Linked DNA regions of Mus musculus: all the other regions are linked to region 1. Evidence: chromatin contacts called from public HiChIP or PLAC-seq and promoter capture Hi-C data. All regions are on one chromosome and are shown on one strand. The core of a region is the stretch at or near the end of the contact, and the rest is flanking DNA. Distances in the headings are between cores, read along the strand shown.

What was found. Promoter capture Hi-C pulls out the DNA fragments that hold promoters and counts their contacts. HiChIP or PLAC-seq counts read pairs in DNA pulled down with a chosen protein or histone mark.
Region 2: a contact with region 1 is called in a promoter capture Hi-C map of stem cell-derived epiblast-like cells, with 3 times the contacts expected there. The contact joins the promoter of Car12 here to the promoter of Snx1 in region 1. A contact is called at or near these places in 7 of 39 promoter capture datasets (the C10 cell line, cranial neural crest, embryonic stem cells and 4 more), 1 of 484 Hi-C or Micro-C datasets (CD4 T cells), 6 of 115 datasets of contacts at active chromatin or transcription factors (the SCID.adh cell line, embryonic stem cells, large pre-B cells and 2 more) and 2 of 9 other capture datasets (adipose tissue and liver).
Region 3: an H3K4me3 HiChIP or PLAC-seq map of pro-B cells shows a contact between it and region 1, with 3 times the contacts expected there. The contact joins the enhancer-like site here to the promoter of Snx1 in region 1. A contact is called at or near these places in 6 of 115 datasets of contacts at active chromatin or transcription factors (the 230-238 cell line, embryonic limb bud, large pre-B cells and 2 more) and 1 of 9 other capture datasets (adipose tissue).
Region 4: a CTCF HiChIP or PLAC-seq map of embryonic stem cells shows a contact between it and region 1, with 5 times the contacts expected there. The contact joins the enhancer-like site here to the promoter of Snx1 in region 1. A contact is called at or near these places in 7 of 39 promoter capture datasets (the C10 cell line, embryonic stem cells, hippocampal neurons and 3 more), 1 of 15 datasets of contacts at CTCF or cohesin (embryonic stem cells), 7 of 484 Hi-C or Micro-C datasets (B cells, the HL-1 cell line, the P5424 cell line and 2 more), 15 of 115 datasets of contacts at active chromatin or transcription factors (the 230-238 cell line, acute myeloid leukemia, differentiating embryonic stem cells and 8 more) and 1 of 9 other capture datasets (embryonic stem cells).

Annotation. Positions count from the first base shown.
Region 1 is chr9:66,122,915-66,126,513 of GRCm38.p6, forward strand. It overlaps Snx1 (sorting nexin 1), which reads right to left and starts at 1,972. Exons shown (of 15, transcript NM_019727.2): 1 at 1,693-1,972. The coding sequence starts at 1,851.
Region 2 is chr9:66,711,719-66,715,317 of GRCm38.p6, forward strand. Car12 (carbonic anhydrase 12) reads left to right here and starts at 1,968. Exons shown (of 11, transcript NM_178396.5): 1 at 1,968-2,215. The coding sequence starts at 2,131.
Region 3 is chr9:66,667,849-66,671,447 of GRCm38.p6, forward strand. No RefSeq gene overlaps it. Among named protein-coding and RNA genes, the nearest start is that of Car12, 44 kb to the right of the region's middle. Within about 2 kb of position 2,048, at least 43 of the 459 cell types and tissues checked have an H3K27ac peak or open chromatin away from gene starts, as enhancers often do. A contact at or near this core is called in adipose tissue and pro-B cells, where this site is marked.
Region 4 is chr9:65,605,114-65,608,712 of GRCm38.p6, forward strand. No RefSeq gene overlaps it. Among named protein-coding and RNA genes, the nearest start is that of Pif1, 20 kb to the left of the region's middle. Within about 2 kb of position 1,863, at least 45 of the 459 cell types and tissues checked have an H3K27ac peak or open chromatin away from gene starts, as enhancers often do. A contact at or near this core is called in differentiating embryonic stem cells, embryonic stem cells, neural tube and 1 more, where this site is marked.

The DNA of each region.
Region 1 (3,599 bases), core at 722-3,221:
TAATTTCTTAATTTTTCAGTGTTTTTCTTTCATTTTAACTGTGTAGAAGTCTAAATTCTTTGTCTCATAACTAAAGCATCTGTTAAAAATATAATTTATAACTAATGGTTGCTTAATAAAATCGCTTAGTGAAGCCTTGGTTTCTTGAAGAGTAGTATTCTGGGTCAAATCTAAAGATATCTAGCTACTGAGGACATAGTTCAGTGGTAGAATGTATAACTAGCATTTGCAACAAGCTGGGTTTGACCTCAGCACCTGCTTTCTGTGGTAGAGCAAAGTAATTCTGACTATCCTTCCCTCATTTTTTGGGAAGAAGACAAGAGATTTTTACAGTCTTAAGAAGTATCAAGCCTCCATCACTAACTGGATGAGGTCAGTAAAACCACAGTCTCGTGCTTTTTACTAAGAACTCTGGACAACAGCTCCTCCCTGCCAGTTTCAATTTTCAGGTATTTCACCCATCATCTCAGAAGTTACTAACAGTAGCTGTTCTCCATGATTTATGAGAGTAACTATATAAAGATACTTAAACAGAAATAAAGACTCCATTATCGGCAAGTTACTCTTTCTCAGAGTAGCAGACATCATTAGACAATCTGCTGTCATTAGCACCAGCAACCACTTTATGATTATAGCCTTCAATTTCTCAACATAGTAAAATTTTAACTACGGCCATGTTAAAAAAAACAAAAACAAAAAACCCTCCAAAATCTAAATTTTTTCTAATGTAAGGGGCACCTCCAAGTTTTCAGACACATGCTATATACAGAATTTAAAGTTATTTAACTCAGTCTGATACTGATTAGCTACTCTGAAGAGAAACAATAACCAAGAAAGGAAGATAACTGCATAGACTCGGTACTGAAGACGTTTCTAAGCTGGAACTAACTGTACCGAGTGGTATGAGTCAGTGTTCTCATAAAACAGCCCAAAACATCTCTCCTGGTGCTGTTAACCCATGACATTCCACACGGAAAGACAAGGAGGTTTTGGTTGTTTTGCCAGCAGCTAGCTCTCATTTGAAACCTAGATATTTATTATGGGAGACAGTTTTTCCCTTCACATTTACAGATCTGTTTCCAAGCACTTTAATGCATCCTTTTAACAGAAACAAAAGCTTTCTGATCCGTGTAATCTATTTCTCTCAACCAGCATTTGCCCTGATTCCTGGAGAGATCAAAGGAGTCACAACCTAACTTCCATAAACTAGTATCCAGAATGGGCTTTTGGTAATGACCAGGAAGTGCTGGGTATAACAGGAGGATCAGTGGGCGGGTCATGGTCCTTCCTAGATCACGTTTCCACTTTCGGTGCAATAAAACAAGGGAACTGATGGTCTGCACCTCATTTTCTAATTTGTCATGTTTAAAGTCAGTCTGCCCAGGACACAACCAGCAGAAATGCCCGCTGAATCCTTGGGGTAACCACACCTCTGGGCCAGGGGACGGCCTAGGTTGCTCTTGGCTATTAAGGATCCGTGGTGAAGCCACCACACCCCTCGTCTCTTCCCGCCCGGGCTTGGGCAGCCAGGCTCTAGGGCTCGTTTCCTACTCAGGGCCCTGGAGTCCTGATTGCTGACACCGAGCGAAGATTTCCCACCAGGCCCACTATCTTCAAAGCCCTCGAACCCTTAATAAGGGTTCTCTTTTGGGGGGCTCTTTTCTGTCTGCTGCCCCAAGGATGGGAACTCACGGCTGCCGCGGCGCCAGTGAAAATATCCTCCCCCTCGGTGTCGCTGTCCCCAGCCTCGGGTTCTGACCCCCCGGCAGCCCCTTCCGACTCCGGATCCATGCCAGGGAAGGGCGGAGGGAGTCGCTCCGAAGCGCTACAGCCACCACCTCCTGACGCCATCTTCCTCCACCCGTGGCGGAAGCAGCAACAACAACTTTATAGACAGTGCCGCGAGCAAAGCGCTCCAGCCGTGTGAGGTGCGCGAGGGCCGTTATGGACCCAGAGGGACCATCGGGGCGGAACCTGGGGGAGGGACCTAGGGCGGGGCCTGGGCTGCTGCTCAGCCAATCCAAGCACTGAACCGCAAGGCTGCACTGGGGCGGGCCAAGTAGGCAGAGGAGGAGCTAGAGGCTGAGGAGTTCCTCCGGGTCTTTGTGCCCTGCATGGCTCTATCTGTCACGCTTCTAAGGTTCTGTTTGAATAAAGTCTGTGACTAACAATGTTTGAAAACCTCTGCATGCCACCTGCTCATGCCAAGCACAGTGTTCTCTGAGAGATTCAATAAATATTTTTGATTGAGGGCTGAAACGACTGCAGGAAGTTTTGCCACTTAGTTTTTGGACATTAATTCATTTAACATATACAGAGCATTCACTGTGAGCTTGGCACCTTACTGTGCGTTTCAAATACAAACACAAAAGCTCCTGGCTCACAGTTTAATGAGGCAGTCTTGTAAGTCAACAATTTAAACACACTCAGTGTTACAGTGTGCAACAATAAAAAGAAGTTATCGATTTTTTGAGAAGCCAGGCTTCACACAAAGGGGAGATTTCCGTGTATTAAATTCGGTCCTTAAGAATTTTGGGTTATAGCCGGGCGTGGTGACACGCCTTTAATCCCAGCCCTCGGGCGGCAGAAGCAGGTGGATTTCTGAGTTCAAGGCCAGGCTGGTCTACAGAGTGAGTTCCAGGACAGCCAGGGCTATACAGAGAAACCCTGCCTCGAAAAAAAAAAAAGTTCCCGGAACTTAATCACAGGTTGGTGAGTCGAAGTCAACTAGAGTTTAAAGATAACATAGGTTATGTTATCACGGACTAATTTGCAAGATGATCCTTTCAAGGAGCTGAAACCTGCCACTAACACCAACAGAGGTGGTTTGCTTTTCTGGTTGAAACCACCTTAGGCAGGCCTGAAATTCTGTGTCCAAAGCTGGCCTCAAACTCAATGCTCCTCCCTCGGCCTCCCAAGTGCTGGAATTACAGGCATGAGCCACCAGGCCTAGCAAAGTTGGCTGTTTACAACTGCAAACTCAACATTAGGGGTGGATTCCCTTACAGATAAAGTAAACTGCCTGAAGGTCAGGAGAGTGTCTTAGTTTGTAACTTTTATTCCTGCATACACATTGTGTATGGCAAATTAAGTGTCTAATAAATATTTGAGGTGGAAACACAATCAACTCTGTAACTGGCACCCATCACAGCCATGAACACACAAAAAAAAGGTTAAGAAATGCTTTTTTAGGATGTTCATCTCCGTTATCATTACTACATAGTGAACACAGATAAAGTTCTCTCGCTGTAATTTGGGTGGTGGTCGATAGAAATCCTCCCCATGGAGAGAAGCTGCACTAAACTAAGTTTCTAGGAGATAAGAAAACTAAGCCTTCCCTGTCCGTAGGCATGCCTATCAACATTGGTCTTCCAAAATAACCCCTTTCACCGCAAAGGAAATCCACTTCCGGCCTGGTCAGAAAGTAAGAAAAATTTGTTTGGAAGTGGCTTCCTCTGAGAAATAGCTGTAGAGTCTCCGTTCTAGAATATCTTCCAGTAGTAGTAACCTTGATCTCCTTTCCCCTACCTCTTTAGGATTCATCTTTAGTTCTTCCTAGGAACTGAGTGGGGCATTTGGTGACGTATAACAGTCCGTTA
Region 2 (3,599 bases), core at 718-3,217, 590 kb after region 1:
ACATCCCACTGTGGAGTCTAAGGATCAACTCGGCTGACTAGGTTTTCCCAGCAAGCAGCTTCACACTCCGAGCCACCTCTTTATTATCTCCTCCCAGATTATTCTGCCCCTTTCTTGTTGACACAGGGCTTCACTTTGCAGCTCAGAGATCCCCCTGCCTCAGCTTCCCGTGTGCTGGGACTTCAGGTGTAACCCACCACACCGAGTTTCAGCTTATATTCTTGATTCCCTTCTGTTAACCATTCTTTACCAATTAGCCAGCTATCTGCTAGACATACGATGAATGTCACAAGCTTTCCCTCTGTGGCTCCTAGTTTATGATCTATTCTTACTATTTGACTAAATCCACCATATCCTTCTTTTTTCCCTGCATCTTTGGGGATCCGTTTAAAGTGAACATTTGAGAAGTTGAACTGAGTACTTTCCGACATACTGAAAAACACCTGTCGTGGGAGTGACACAGGCCGGTGGCAGGTATGATCCAGTTGGCCTTGAACTAGTCAAGGCTTCACTCTCTGGGCCCAGAATCTGCATCTCAGAACATTCAGGGGTCTCTCTGGGCCTTCTGCTCCCCAGTCCACCTCAGCCTTTAACAAGACTGCCTAAGCCACTCCAGAGCTCATTCAAGGCTATTCATCTCTGAGAAAAGGTCACCCTTAAGCTTATTGTGGTCTGGAAATGATTGTGACAAAATTGTCATTGTAACAACTTCCTTGAAGAGATTTCAAGCCCTTTATTACCCATACAATAGTTGAGCTGTTAGGGACAGAACAATAACACCCCTTGAAATGCAGGCGACACCTGCTTCCTGGTGGTTCTCGGCTGCTCAGTCTCTCCAAGTTGTAGGTGAACAAATGGCCTCTTTGGTCACCAAGGCCAACCTGAGTTGTAGGTTGAGTGCCAGAACAGATGGGGGATGGGGGAGGGCTGGGCTGGTTGACTTGGCCCAGAGAAGAGGGCATGGCGGGCCAGGTTACAAACATGGGGTTATGTACTATTCCGTATGTGTAGGCAGCAGGAGACCAGGGTTAGTAGGAGCAGGAAACTGAGCCCCACACCTGAGGTGGTAGAGAGATATGGAGGAGCCAGGGAAGCAGAGACCATCTCGGGCGGGAATAACAAACAGACGATATAGGAGGTAAGGGTGGGGAACAGCAGAGCAGGAGGCCAGGAAGATTCAGCTCCGCATGGGCGGGCTAGACACAAACGTGATCAGAACAACGGGCTCCTGTCTAGAGTGTAAGTGTGCATATTGCAAAGCAAGCGGAGATTGGAGAATAGTGGGCAGGAGTAGCAACAGGTGATAAACCAGCATTGGAAACAGCCTGGCCACTGGTCCACATAACCCCTAGCCTGGTCTCTGATGCTTGTAGACACTCGGTAATAAAGCAAGTCCTTTTCTTTCACCACTACTTCAGAGAGGGCACCTTCTCCACCTGCTGCCTACCGAAGATGGGCTGATCCTGTGAATTTGCACAAGGAGTAAGCCTTGTCTACATGCCTCCTCCTCCTAAGGGAAATGCTAATCGCCAAGAAAAGCGACTCATTTCTGTGAATCCCTTTATCTTAGTTTCCGATTCGCAGTCTCTTTGTGGTTTCGTTGAGAAGAGCTTAATCTGGATGTGATGTGTAATTCACAGCTACTTGGCTAAGACCAGGCAGAAACATTCAGACCCTGAATGAGGCTTTGGCCCAAACAGCATTCTATGCTGGGGCTTTCAAGTAAGGGCAGTGACAGACCACAGTCACATCTAGGGAAGTGAGTGCTGCACGGGTCCCTGACTTTCCATACCTCCCTGTGAGAACTGGCTCCCCCAAGTAACCTGTGGCCCAGAGGACCGCCGCAGTGGGCCACTGAGGACCACTTAAGTCAGGACCTCAACTCACCTCGGACCTGGGGCTCCTGCCCTCCGGTAGGCTGGGCTTTCTGCCCCGCCCTCCTGCCTGATGACATCATGTTTAGGGTTGAGTCGCGGCATTAAAAAGCAGCCTACAGGCAGCCACGAGTCTACACAACCAACGTGCACGTCTTGGTCCCAGGCTAAGTGCACACTGTGCTGGTGCGCCGCTGCCAGCTCCGAGCGCCCCACAGCTCCGAGTGAGTGGCAGCTTTGAGTCGCCAGGACAAAGATGCCTCACCGCAGCCTGCGCGCGACTGTCGTCCTCCTGTTGGTGATCCTTAAGAAGCAGCCTTCCAGCTCAGCCCCACTCAACGGTAAAGTTTCTGCTTACTTAAAAAAAAAAAAAAAAAAAAAAAAAAAAAAAAAAAGAGTCCTGTGCACTGAGCCATGCCTGGGCAGAGAGAGGATTTCTGCCAGGCTCTTGCAAGATAAAGTAAAATCACTACTGAGCGAGTAAGGAAGTTGCTGTGTGCCTAGCACATTTTCAAGAAAGGATGCTAGCTTTGGGATCGTTTGGGATGCACTGTTAGCTGAGGTTAGTTGGAGGCACTTTTTTTTAACGGTGCTTGGTGCACAGTTGTAGTTACTCATTTGCCTCTTTTCTGAGCACACTACCTCTGGAGATGGGGCTTGGAAACTTGCTAGCCAGGATCCCGGAACCACGTGCAGAGCGCTGAGAAAGGACTGTCTTCCTGTGTGCTGTGATCCGCAAGAAGGGGTGTCTGGCTGATCGTCAGAACCCTCAGAGAGGCAGTTAACCAGTAGGTTTCACACTCCGTGTCCAGGGGATAATGTAGCCCACCGTTAGTCATTGTCTTTCCCCTCGAGATCTCTGCTACACTGAACCTACATGTGTGCGCACATGCCTTATTTCTAACTGTAATAAGGGGCTGAAACCCGAAGGGCAAGTATGCTGAACAGGGTGTCAGGTTGAGGTGGGAAGAGGAGCCTGAATTGTGGGCTCATGTCCAAAGCCTGGATAATTAACTCCTTTGGAATAAGAAAAGGAAAAGCAAGCTTTAGCCTGCCTCTCCCTCAGGCTACTACTAACCTTAGGGAGAAGGTGGGGACTGGGTCCTGCTTGTTTGTGTCAATGGGTCCCCACACTGTGGTGATACTTGTTCTTGGGTTGCAATAGAAGGGACCAAGAGTGACCCCAGTGGCTGAACAATGATTCCCCTGGCCAGGCAGCGGGGAGAGAGCCCAGCTCCTGCCCAGCAGTATCAGAGCTCTGCTCTCCTTCCCCCCTTGGAGGACCACACTCTGCCGGTGGGCAACAAGCCACTACCCCTTTACTGAACCTTCATCGACTGGCTGGCAGGATCTGCCTACTATCACCTTTCCCACGCAGTCAGGAAGAAGCAGAATGTGGGAGAAGTCCCACAAAAGTGGCGATCAATTTTGAAAACTGTTAACTTTGGGTTGCTACTAACTCTAAAGGAATCTATAGAGACTGAAGTTCACCAGAAGTCGTTTTAGCACCAAGCACCTCACACAAAGGAGAGAAGGACTCTATTGATCTTTTTTTTTTTTGAAAGTTTGGGGCTCTCCATTCTCCTCTTTGTTGCCCCCCCTTCATGTCCTCCTTATTCTCTAAACTGCATTAGAGGGAGTTTGCAGTAAAGCTCCACTTTCCCCTCACACTGAGCAGTCTTAGCTACCGCTAAGTTCTAAGCTTTTACACTGCTATTTATTGGG
Region 3 (3,599 bases), core at 798-3,297, 550 kb after region 1:
CAGGTTCAACAGATGGCAGAATGTATGAATCTAGGGCCTGGGAGGGGACTGAGGCTGGAGAGTTGCGTTTTGTAAGCATTGGTCTATACACTGTGTTGGAAGCCGTGGGACTGGGTATGGAAATATAGCTGTACCCATGTCTAGCTAAAGAAACTGGCTTGCAACAGTGAAGCACAGAATGCTGGGCACTGGCTGGCAGTGAGCCTTCGCTCTTGACCAGGCTGGAAGACACCAATGTGGAAGGGCAGGTCCCTCACCTAGACACATTGCCAAGAAGACATATGTGGGAATCAAGCTCTGTATTATGGCCCAGAAAGAAGCTGGTGTGTGAGGTTCCTCCCCTGCTGGCAAGAGGAATGACCTTCTCCCAGGTCAGACCTTTGCATGCCTCCAGGGCCTTGACCATCTCGTTCAGTGGGGAGCTGACCTGCTCAGCCACAGCACACTCGGGGTAGCGATCATTCTAGCAAGGTGGTAATTTACCTGCACAGCCAGAGATGTTCTCATATACGATGCTCACACTGACATGAAACCTCAAACACTGTTTACCAGTAAGAAGGGTGCCTGGTAATTTTGTCTCAGACATTGATGACGTCGAGAACAGTTGTGACCAACCTGACTGACTGGGCCTCAGTTTCCTTATCTGTTAACCAAACAGGTTCGATGAGCTATGAACATCCCTGCAGCTCCAAAATGAACTTTTGCTTGTCCCTGAGTTTGCCTCATCGTGTGCAGATGCCTAGCAATCCCTGGGGGAGGCTATCAGACAAGGAGTACAGAGGTCATTGAGATGTCTCAGGATGGAAAAGTGCTTGCCACCAAGCTTGATGATCCGAGTTCTATCCCCAGGACCCACATTGTAAGGGTGAGAACCAACTCCATTAGCTTGTTCTCTGACCTCCACACACATGCTTTACTGTGTGCCTCTCATTGTGACAATAAATAAATGGAGAAATGTAATAGGAAATGATTTTTTTTTTTAAAGGAGTGGAGAGTTCCAGACAGGGGTATCAGGATTTCTGTTACTAGCTGGCTGCTTTGCTTACTGAGACGGCTTCTCAGTAGAAGGGGAAGCTTCCAGAAGTTACTGCAGTGACAAGTTTAATGACCATACAATGGAACACAAAGGCCCAGTGGAATCCTTCACTGCGATCATTGTAAATGTATTTCGTACTTGTTTGTGTCACGGCTTGTCTCAGGCATTTGGATGGATAACTTGGTGGGAGGGAGGAGGACTCTGGAGGCAAGAGACATGTTTCTGCCACTTTCTATGCACGTGACCACCTACTGCCACATCAGGTCCTTGCCTTGAGCCAGGTGGACTCACACAAATGATCCCTCCCCAGGATGATGGCCACTGTTCACATCACAGGTCAAGACTTCAAGCAGGCCTCCAGCTGGATAGGTGGCAGGCCTGGGATTCAAACACCAGTGACTCAGATGAACTTTGAAGTCCCTTTCCTGTAGGTCTAATCCTAACCCCTAACATTCTCTCTGGATAGTGAAAGCAGGGGTATACCCGAGACCGAGGAGTTGCTCAATAAACACCAGTTTCCTGAATAAAGCAGAAATCTTTCAATTCTTTCTCTCCTTTGCTCTCTTTTAAATCTTCTCTCTCTCTCTCTCTCTCTCTCTCTCTCTCTCTCTCTCTCTCTCTCTCTCTCTCTTTTAGACAGGATCTTACTATGTAGCCCTGGCTGTCCTGTATATATCTCACTAGGTAGACCAAGATGGCCCCAGACTCATAGAGATCTGCTTGTCTCTGCCCAAGTACTGGGATTAAAGGCCTGTGTCACCATATCTGGCTTCTTCAAATATTTTTACTGCTTGCCCTCTATCTTAGAGTCTACTTTGCTCCAGGAAGCTGCATGCGCGGGGCTTCCCTTCCTTCTCCTCCCTGGCCTGAGGCTCTACGGTTCACCTAGCATGTGCTGTCTGTGTGAAACTTCCTGCTGAGCCAGGGGAGCTCTTGTCTGCTGAGCACGTCCCACCCAGCGTTGGGTCTGAATGTTCCCATTTTATCTCTGGAGCAGGCCCTGGAGGAAGACACACTGAGACTGGGGAAACAGTCTTAGTCAGAGCCAGCCACATTCCTAAGGCTACATAGTTCACTGGCACACAAGTCGGGATTAGAAATCAGGTCAGCCTGGCTCCTAAATTCTTTCTGTGCCTTGGGGGAAGGGGACACGAAATCTTGCTGGGAAAACTTAAATTTTCCAATCTGCTCTTAGCAATCTTCTTTACTCTCAGGGAAACCTAACAAAACAAATATAAGCCCAAAATAAGTTTATTTTAAAATGAAGATTCCTAGGCATTCGTGAGACATTGGGGCTTTAAGTAAACAGCCCCAGCCAAAGGGAGAGTTCTCTGTGTTACACAGTGAGGGCTATAGAGACAGTCATACCCTCCAACTGAGTAATTGTACCCCTGCAATTTCTCTAAGGCTGTATTTAACGTAAACAAAGCCTCCACAAGTATATTTACTGTAACGTTATTTGAATATCTAAAGCTTAGAAGCAGCATAAATGTCCCAGAGAAGAAAATGGTTGGTGAACAACTGTGCAGAATATTAGGTAGCCATGAAAATGATAGTTATGGGGACCATGAAGACAGAGAGAAACATTTAAGGACATACATGTGAGTACATGTAAAAACAAACAAAAAGCCAGAGAATCGGGTGGGAGAGGCGGCTCAGGATTCCCAGAACCTGCATTGAGGCTCACAACTGTTTGTAATCCCAGTTCCAGGGGCTCCTCTTTTTACCTCTGTAGGCATTTCACAAACATGATGCACAGACATACATGCGGACAACACACACACACACACACACACACACACACACACACACAAGCTGAGTATCAAATGCGTGAATGAGGTAAGCACAGAAACAGAGAAGTGGTGTTGCATGAGGAAGATTGAAAACTGACAATTGTTTGTTTGTTTGTTTGTTTTTTTTGTTTGTTTGTTTTTTCGAGACAGGGTTTCTCTGTATAGCCCTGACTGTTCTGGAACTCACTCTGTAGACAAGGCTGGCCTCGAACTCAGAAATCCACCTGCCTCTGCCTCCCAAGTGCTGGGATTAAAGGTGTGCACCACCACCGCTCGGCAATTGAAGACATTTTTTTTAAGATAGAGTCTTTCTTTGTAGCCCAAGCTGGCCTCAAATCCGAAGCCATTTTTATTATTTTTAATTATGTGTGTGTGTTTAGGTGTATGCATGTGAGTGCAGGTGCCCCAAGTGCTCACGAGCAGTTGTGAGACATCATGGGTGCTGGGGACTGACACTGAGGTTGACAGTTGGAGAACTTCCAGGGCCACACGAGAAGCCCACACCTCAACAGCCCTCAGCATCTGAGGGGAGCTGGCGACTAAACTCCCCTGATGCCTTCTCTGGGAGGATGACTGAGGCACAGCACTGCACTGCCTCCGAGAGCCTTCCAGTGGAGAGAAGCTATAGAGATCCACCACAGTGCTAACCCTTGACAACCACCCTGGGCCATCTTGCCTTAAAGCAGATGCTGAGCTCATTTCTGGTAGAAGGTATTTATTAGTAACTACGGCTTGCCAGAGGAAGGATGAAAAAGGCTTAGGTAGAAGGG
Region 4 (3,599 bases), core at 613-3,112, 520 kb before region 1:
CCAGGCATGGCTTTAATCCTAGCACTTGGGAGGCAGAGGCAGAGGCAGATGGATCTCTGAGTTTGGGGTTAACCTGGTCTACAGAGTTAAGTTCTAGGGTAGATAGGGCTATACGGAGAAACCCAGTCTCAAAAAATAAAACCAAAAAGACAAAAACCAAAAAACCCAAACAACAAAAAATGACCAGATGCTGGTGACACACACCTTTAATCTCAACACTCAGGAGGCAGAGCCAGGTGGATCTCTGTGAGTTCTAGACCAGCCTCTGTACAAAGCAAGTTTCAGGGACAGCCAGGGCAGTTACAGAGAAACGTATCTCAAAAATAAAATAACATAAAATAACAACACCAACCAATCAATCAATCAATAAAGAAGACACTCTGAACATTTCATGGACTATGCGAGTATAATCCCATCTCCTGCCTGGGTGGGGTGGTCAGCTATTTAGGACGCTATGCCTTGTAAGACCCTGGTATATCTTACCCATCCCTACTGGCTACTCCAAGCACGTAGACCACTAGAGGGCACCAAAGAATCAAGTTTTCCCTGGAGCCTGCAAATCCTTTTGTCCCGAAGTCTCCAGCCTGAGTGGGGCACACCCTCACCTCAGGAGCTGGGGGCGGAGTCGGTGTTGAGCTAGAAGGGGTTTTGCTGTTATTCAGAAGCCTCCACTGGGTGTGTGCACAGGAGCTCATGTTTAGGGTTCTTTAACCCCCACCCCTTGTTCTTTTTCTGGGGGGAGGGTGGGACTACTGTTTCTACTTTATGGAGAAAGCGCCCTGGTGTATGAACAGCTAGGTACCTGGTCAAGGCTGCGGTTGGTAACCGGGTCTAACATAAGCCCCAGTTACAGGGTTCACAAAGGCTGATTCCTGTGTTTTAAGCACTGGCTCTCCCTTTTTTTTTTTTTTCAACTGTGACTTCAGAGGTTCAGCTTAAGTCCTCTGAACCCTGTTTTGATCATCTGTTGATCAGCCAGTCAACAGAATCAGAAAGACTGGGCCTGGAGACACAGCCTTAGAGTGCACCGCCTTTAACTTCAGCATTTTGGAAGTAGAGTCAGATAAGTCTCTGGAAGTTCAAGGCCAGCCTTGAACTTATCTCAGTTAAACAAATTAAATTCCCGAAAGGCACCGGGTGGGGGTGGGGGGTGTCAAACTGGGGCTAGCAAGAGGGAAACCCCCCAGATTGGTTCTTATTACCTAAAGACGCTACTTCCTACCTTATATACCTACGCTTCCCTCCTCAAACAGGGGCTAGCTGCGCATGTGCTGCTGTACAGACCAGCCCACCTTTCGCTCCTCAGCCCCTTGGCCTCAGCTCCCTCCCTTTGCCTTTCAGCATCCCTGCAGATGTCTGCCACATCCCCAGGTGGCCCTTCACTTTTTTCCTCACTGGTGTTGGGTTCAGGAAGCAGAGAACCAGCTCACCTGGGGAGATTCAGAGTGAGGCAAGCATCCAGTTACTTACAAGCCGGGGCAGGGAGAACAGACAGGGGCAGGCAGCCCAAGGTCAGGACCAAAGCTCTAGGAACCAGTGTCAGGGAGTCATAGCACTGTCTGCTTTGCCCTCTATACTTTTTCCACCCCTGGGGTTTAAAGATCATGCCATCGGCTGGAACTGTGGGGTTGTGCTCGGTATAAAAAGGCTGTTCTGGCCCTGGAGAAGCCCTGCTCTCTCCTCCACCAGAGCTGCCTCCTCCCACCCCTCATCCTCGGCCCTGGCACAACACTCCATGCCTATTTAAGGCAAATCTCCTGATCTTTTAAATAACATTCGGCTCCTTGTGAAGCAGGCAGGCAAGGCCAGAGCTTAGGAAAAGGGGGTGGAGCACTAACCTCTCAGAGGATGGGGTGGGGCAGAGCAGGATTGGGGAGGTGCAGATGTGAATCTCTCTCTTCCATAGGGTGTCTTGGGAAGATCTGAGTCCATCACTTCCAGCATTTCATTTGGTTCTCAGGATTGGCTCAAATCCTGGAGGGAGGCCCTCCCAGAATGCTACAGTGTGGCCCTAGCTGGGGTCCAGGTGGGAAGAGGTAGGATTCTGGATGCAGGACAGATGTATACATAGCTAGCCCTGGGTGAAGGGACACAACTAGAGTGGCCAGCAGGGAAAGTGGGGGAGTCTGCAGGAGGACTGACCACTAACTGATCCCACTGACAGCCCAGTTTATGAAAGACAACTGCTATTTGATTCTGTAACTCAAGGCTCAGAGAGTCCAAGAGGCCTGCCAAGGACAACACAGCTAGTGAACACAGGGATTAATGTTTCTTCCCTGCCCTGACAGGTTTCTTTTGCTTGGGGTACATGACAGTAGTCCGGATCCCAGGCCAGGCACCATTTAAAGCCCACTGACATTCCGTGTTTGTCTTTCTATCTCCTTGTGTCCCCACCCCCCCTCCCCAGATCACCATTCCTCTTGCCTGTATCTCTGCCCTGGGCTTCCTGGATTCCTTCTTTCCCCTTTTGCTCTTGGTATTTTTTTCCCCAGGCAGCACCCCTTCCCCTATCTCTGCATTCCCAACCCCCTAGTTTCCCTGAATGACTGAGATACCCTTTCCAGTGTTCAAAAGGTGACATCAGGGATCTTTTACAGCTCATGTTGCCTTCTAGGGACTAGGCACTTCACCAGTGTGTGAGCCCCAATGGGCTCAATCCCCTGGGTCCACTGAAGGAGATTCAGCAAGTCTCAATGCCTATGTAGAGGAGGGGTGATAGTCCTTCCTTCCTTCCTCTTTCTTTTCCTTTTTTTCTGAGACAGGGTTTTTCTGTGTATCCCTGGCTGTTCTAGGATGCCCTCTGTAGACCAGGCTAGCCTCAAATTCAAATATCCACCTGCCTCTGACTCCTGAGTGCTGGGATTTTTTTTTTCCCATTTGTTCCGAGACAGGGTTTCTCTGTGTAGTCCTGGTTGTCCTGGAACTCACTCTGTAGACCAGGCTGGCCTCGAACTCAGAAATCCGCCTGCCTCTGCCTCCCGAGTGCTGGGATTAAAGGCATGCGCCACCGCCACTGCCCAGTGCTTTGGTGAGGTCTTTCTAGTCTGACTCTACTATGAAACACTTTACATCCTTGGTCAAACCTATTTCTCTCTTTGGGCCTCTGTCACACTGATGGATTATAAAGGTTTATTTATTTAACTTTACTCTTTGTGAATTTCACATCAGGCACACCAATCCTATTCATCTTCTTGTCCTGTCCCCACATATCTACCTTCTGCCCTTGCAAGCCCCTCCTGAAAAGAAAATTAAAAAAATAAAAATAAAAAAAAATTCAAAATCTCATAGTGGAAGCTGTGGTGTGTCACAGTGTGCCCTTTGGTCCAAACATCTTCTAAATGTTGATTGTAATGGTTCGAGGCATCTGGCTTCTGCTACTGGATCCTCACTGGCACTCCTCTTGGACATCCTGTTGTTACCCTGTGTCATGGCGCTCCCTCAGCTTTGGATCTGCAAGACCAGCCCCTTCACGTGTTCCAGCAGCTCATAGAGGGGGTAGATGTTTGGGTGGGTCAACTCACAGCTCTGGATCTGGGCCTGGATGGTGGCTGATTTGGTCAGCCTGCCAGCACTCCTGCACCCACGTCACCAGGGCGAGC